Regions from separate parts of the Gossypium hirsutum genome. Here region 2 is linked to region 1. A link is a contact called in public Hi-C data. All regions are on one chromosome and are shown on one strand. The core of a region is the stretch at or near the end of the contact, and the rest is flanking DNA. Distances in the headings are between cores, read along the strand shown. Region 1 holds the start of LOC107910749 (probable E3 ubiquitin-protein ligase RHG1A). Region 2 holds the start of LOC107910745 (protein DCL homolog, chloroplastic).

Region 1 (2,747 bases), core at 108-2,607:
ATTGTCAACCCATTTCAGTGTTAATTAATAAAGAATTTTAGTGCTTGCTTTAAGTGGTTTTCTGTATTTAAAACTATTTTTGCCTTGTTGAAGATTTGGATTAAGTTTGGCATTTGTTCCATCAAAATTATGCTCTGGACCCAACTTCTGTCTGGTTGTCTGTCATTAACCCCAAGCCTTAGGCCGCCTCATCTTTTCCTTATTTTCTATGTTCCCGAATCGAATACGTGTTCCTTTCGCAATATAAAACTACTTCCTTTGTAACTCCCTTCACATTTTTCCAACATCCTTGGTTCTAATTCTGTGGGCACAACCATTTTGGTTACTTCATTATCTTGCTCAAAAGTGTCTTATTCATTTTCCCCTCAAAACCAGTGAAAAACAGGGAGATGAAACTTGGGTCATACTGTCACATAGCTCCCTTTCAATTAATTGATTTCAATCACTCCCATAACCCCACCATTCAGAAAAAGGCTTTAAAGAGAGAAGAGCTTGTTTTGAGTAAAAATATCATGAGGGTTCTCAATTAGGAAATAAATTACATTTTGTCTCTTTTACTTTAAAAAATTAAATATATTTGTCTCTATATATTAATAAAAAAATAAGTTAATTCTTTTAGTTAAAAATTACATTAATTTATACAGTTAAAAACTGATATTCCTCATAAAATAATTGAATAATGATATGTAATATATCACATATAACTCATATTAATATAGATGAATCAATTTTAATAGTAGAAATAAATAAAATTTTTAATAAAAATAATTAATTTATTTTTTAATTTAATATTAATAGATTAATTTATTTATTTTTAAGTAAAAAAATTAAAACATAATCTTACTCGTACTCCATGATAATTTTAGAGGTTGTTTTGTCACTGGGGGTTAATTGCTAAACAGGCACAGCTGCACACTTTGCCCTCAACTGACTCACCTTTCCATTAAAAATTTATAACCAGCGCATCATTCCAACTAGCAAGCATTCCCTCTTTTTAACAAAAGTCAAATCACCTTCCTCTCATTATTATTATTATTATTATTATTATTATTTCTATGTTTTTTTCCCTTTTTGAAATTAGTGCATAATGTCCAAGTTTTTATATAGTGTGTTGGCTACACATGTAGGTGATAGCCAAGTTTCTAATATTCGCTATGAAGGTTAGGGAATATCATCATTCATCAATATTCAATACTTATCTTATTAATCAACTTTCAGTGCAAGATCTTAAACGATCTGGTTGTGTAAGCAGAACCCATATGTCCAAATGGCCACATTAGTAGGATACAAAAAAGGTAAAGAAAAGCAAACACCTTTGAGCTTTTAAGAGAAGAAAAAAGCTAAAACAAACGGTAGAATAAGCTTAGAGGAAAGAGGCCCCCCACCCCACCCCACGATGGAGAAATGAACGGCAAGAGAAATAAAGGAAGTTTGGGGGGCAAGAATCTGCAAAACTACACTCATTGTGTTCAAATTTTCGCACCTCTTTTAAGCAAAGCAATCATATTTATGTGCATAACTGATATGCACCGATGCCCCCAGACATATTCCACCTGCAATACAAGTTATTGCCCCTCATCTCAAGATAGTGCCTTATTTTTATTTGTCTCATTTTTTTCTTTTAAGTAATAACTTGCAAATCATGGATACATTGATTCTTTTTCCGTTTTTTTTTTTCATTTGAAAAACATGTGATGGAGAAAAGAAAGAAACAGATTCCATCTATTAGGGGGGAGGGATAATAGTCAAAATTTATACTCTCAGATTCACAAAAGCAATCAGATATTTTAGGTGTTTATAGGAATAAAAAAGGTAAGAAAATCTGAAAGTTCATTCAAGTAGTATCCCTATTAAAACTATAACAATGCCACGTTTGTGTTGAACAGTTTTACATGTCATGCATGTTCTTGGGGTCACAAATAAAAAAGGTTGCTGAGGAGGTGAGAAAGAAAGAGATGCATGTGGAGGGGTGAAAGAGGGCTAAAGAGAAGGGAAGGTGAGGGGTGCAAGTGGAGGTGCTTGGCGCGAAAGTGATGGAAACAAAACAAAACAAAACAAAACACGCGGTTGGGGTTTAGTGTTTTGTGGGGCTTAGCCTACGAACCGCATTGGGGGACGGGGTCTTAGAGGTTTGTGAGGGGAGAAAGGGTTGTTTTTTCTTTACTAATATATATATTTTGCATTTTGCAGAATCTAATAGGAAAAGAAAGATTGACATGAAAACCATTTGGTAAGCGGCTGAATAGGACCCCTTTGCCTAGTTGTTGCTGTTGCTGCTGCTGGTATTTATTACTGTATTTGTCTTTATTGCTTTTTGTTATTCAATTCTTTGTTAGGATGCTGCTCTTTATGACCTTTGCCTAGACTCATTTCCTTCTCTTCCTTATTATCGCTCTTTTTCGTTGTGGTTATTTGGTAAAATTACAGATTATTGTCCACTTTTAATCTCTCTCTTTGTTTCTTACATTTCGTATTTGATTTAATATTTCAAAGATCTTCTGTCTTGCTCCTATTGTTGGGTTTTCTTTTCATCTCTCTCTCTCTCTCTCTTTCTTTCTTGAGAAAGGAGAGGTTAATAGCTCAAGACAGCTTTTTTTCATCCGGGTTTTGTGGTATAGTCCTTTTATCTTCTTGTTAAGAGTCTTTTAGATTGATCAAGAATTCAAGGTCTTTCATTTCCACCCGTTTGGTGAGCCTTCAAGGTCTGTTCTTTCATGTTTATTTTTTGCTTGATCGGTTGATGGTCA
Region 2 (2,747 bases), core at 164-2,663, 800 kb after region 1:
AGCCAAGCAGGACATACAATTACAAAAAGAAAAAAAACAAAGTTGAAGGCGACAATCCACCGTACACTTAAGAGAGACTGGAAAACCAAAAGAGAAAAGAGTGGAGAAAACTGAGGCAGAAAGAGAAGTAGAATGAATGCCTTAGTAGAAATCAGAAAATATCCATATCCAAAATAGAAATTACAATGATTGATTAACCTATAATCTTTCTAACTAAAACTAGGCAAGAGGATTCATGAAGTATGTAAATTCAGAAAGAGCTTTGAGCAAGTACAATTGCAGCCTATTTTGCTTCCACAATAGCAATGAGCTAACAAGACAAAAGGGGAAACGGGAAGGCGATGGGGGTGGAATGGGGAATATTGCCATCAGTACAGATTCCAAACCTGCCAAATATCTCCAGCCTAAATTGAAATCCTACAAGGCAGCAACTTCTTCTACTAGGTAGGGGACTCTCACCCACATTTCTAAAAGCCTGTCCCTTCACTCCTTCAGTTTTATTGCATGACTAGATTTGAGCCCGAATTTTAGTGTTTAAATTTATATTTATGCAACTTGATTTCGTCTAGTCCTTTCAGGGGGAAAAAAAAGGTCACATTAGAACTAACACTAAATTATGCAACTAAAATTAAATCGGAAAAAAATTCTGAAAATCCTAAAAAGAAGTATTAGTATAATTTATTTAAATTGTTAAATTCAAGCTTCTAATTATTTATAAATTCCAGTGGTCAAAATGCAGATAAGGTACAGAAACATACAGTAATGTAATCAATTCCACATCCGATTTTCTTCTCAGACTCTGGATGGTAAGGAAGCAACCTCTCCAGAATAGTCTTTTCGTGCTCTGGACTCAATCTATCTCCACTTTCATATCTGCAATAAATTTACAAATTTACAATAAAAGGAAGTATTATGTAATTAGATAATTTTTTTAAAAAGGCAACAAATTAAATTACTTACTTTCCAGAATGAAGAATCATTCTAACGAAACCAACGAGAGGAACAGTGTCCTGTAAAATCCTGTCTTCCCAATCAATCCATTCACCTTTATTTCCTTTTTCCTTACTACCATCCTCTTCTTCTGAAAGTCCGCCACTGTCCTCATCTGGAACTATACTCGGCTTCCTTAACAAATCAGCGCCAGAAGATTCCTGGCTCGTGGTTCTCCCGACGTCGGGGCCGGTCGTCAGCGCGCAAAAACGAACGCGGAGCGACGTTGTTTGGTACAACGGAGAAGATAAGATAACGGAGGAGGAAGAAAAAGAGATAGGGATAAAGGTCCGGTGAAAGTTGGACGGTGATGGCTTTAGACATGAAGCCATAACGAGTGAACTGAGTCAGTGAGTTAACGGTCGCATTACTGTTTTGGCATTGGAAAGGATTATATTAGTTGATAGAAAAGGGTGATATTTATCCAGCTAAGCCCGTTACTAGTTTTTTAAAATTTCATTGAGGGTAAACTTTTTGGATGGTTGATCAAAGAACTATAATAATTAAAAATATTTAATAATCATTAATTTTAACTTAGGTAAATTATTTAAATTTCGATAAGTTATTTTTATTTAATTGTTTAAAACATTTTATTAAAAAATTTATAAACAATACATTAAACAGCCTTTTAAAAGGGCAATTTACTAATAAAAGCCCTTTTTTTTCAAAAATTACTGAAATGGGCCCATTCTTTAATTATTTATCGGAATAGTCCTTTTTCTGTGAAATCGCGTCCACGTCAGCGCCATGTCAGGGTACGCGCCAAGAAATCGCGTCCACGTCAGCAACTCGCGCTGACGTGGACGCGATTTCGCGATTTTTCCAACGTTAGGTTTTTTTGGCTTTTAGGGTTTAGGGTTCAGGCTTTTAAGGGTTTTTAAGTCCTAGAAGAAATAATTTCGAGTTGACGTTTCTGATAAAATAGTATAAAATCGCTTCTAGCAGGATGCTATTTGAGAAGAATTTGTGAAATCGCGCCCTCGTGGACGCGCTTTTGCTACAGTAGGTCACGGAAGAAATAATTATTTTTTTGACGTTTCTGAGCAAATAGTATAAAATCGCTTCTAGCAGGATGCTATTTGTGAATAATTTGTGAAATCGCGGCCTCGTCAGCATGCTTTTGCTATAGTAGGTCATGTACGAAATAAATTTTTTTGACGTTTCTGAGCAAATAATATAAAATCGCTTCTAGCAGGATGCTATTTGAGAAGAATTTGTGAAATCGTGCCCTCGTGGACGCGCTTTTGCTACAGTAGCATGTTTGGGCTGAGGCTATAAATTAGGCAGAAAATGTTCTCAGAATGTATAAGTCACAATAGAAACAATTTAGAGAGGCTAAGAAGGTTAGAGTTTCAAATATGAGTGAACGTATTAGTGCTGTTATTTACTACGATGGTGAGGTTTGCCACACCGAGAATGGTGTTGTTTTTTTGTCGGAGAATACGATGCGACTGGTTTTTAACCAGAACATAGATTTGACAGAACTTCGTAAAAGGATTAGGCGTAAAATTTTTGGAACGACGCCAATGAAAGTTCTGTCTATCACGTATCGGTTTTGTTCTTCTGTTGATCCAGTGACATATGACTCGTTTGACATAAAAGGTGCTCGTAGCTAGGAGGCAATGGTGCAGACTCATCTTGCTAGTGGAGCACCTTATATTGAGTTATATGTACAATTTACATCGCCAACTGATGTACCAGTGACCGGTGTTGGAGATGTATACACCACCCTTGGCCGACACTTGGTCAGCGGGTTA

What was found. A called contact is a pair of places that touch in the nucleus more often than the background predicts.
Region 2: a Hi-C map of leaf shows a contact between it and region 1, with 2.1 times the contacts expected there. The contact joins the promoter of LOC107910745 here to the promoter of LOC107910749 in region 1. A contact is called at or near these places in 2 of 34 Hi-C or Micro-C datasets (leaf and petal).

The regions. Positions count from the first base shown.
Region 1 is chrD02:18,399,130-18,401,876 of Gossypium_hirsutum_v2.1, forward strand. LOC107910749 (probable E3 ubiquitin-protein ligase RHG1A) reads left to right here and starts at 1,358. Exons shown (of 7, transcript XM_041087890.1): 1 at 1,358-1,564; 2 at 2,191-2,282.
Region 2 is chrD02:19,199,068-19,201,814 of Gossypium_hirsutum_v2.1, forward strand. It overlaps LOC107910745 (protein DCL homolog, chloroplastic), which reads right to left and starts at 1,414. Exons shown (of 3, transcript XM_016838721.2): 1 at 961-1,414; 2 at 759-873. The coding sequence starts at 1,322. LOC121214657 (a long non-coding RNA gene) reads left to right here. Exons shown (of 2, transcript XR_005910253.1): 1 at 1-444; 2 at 726-1,269.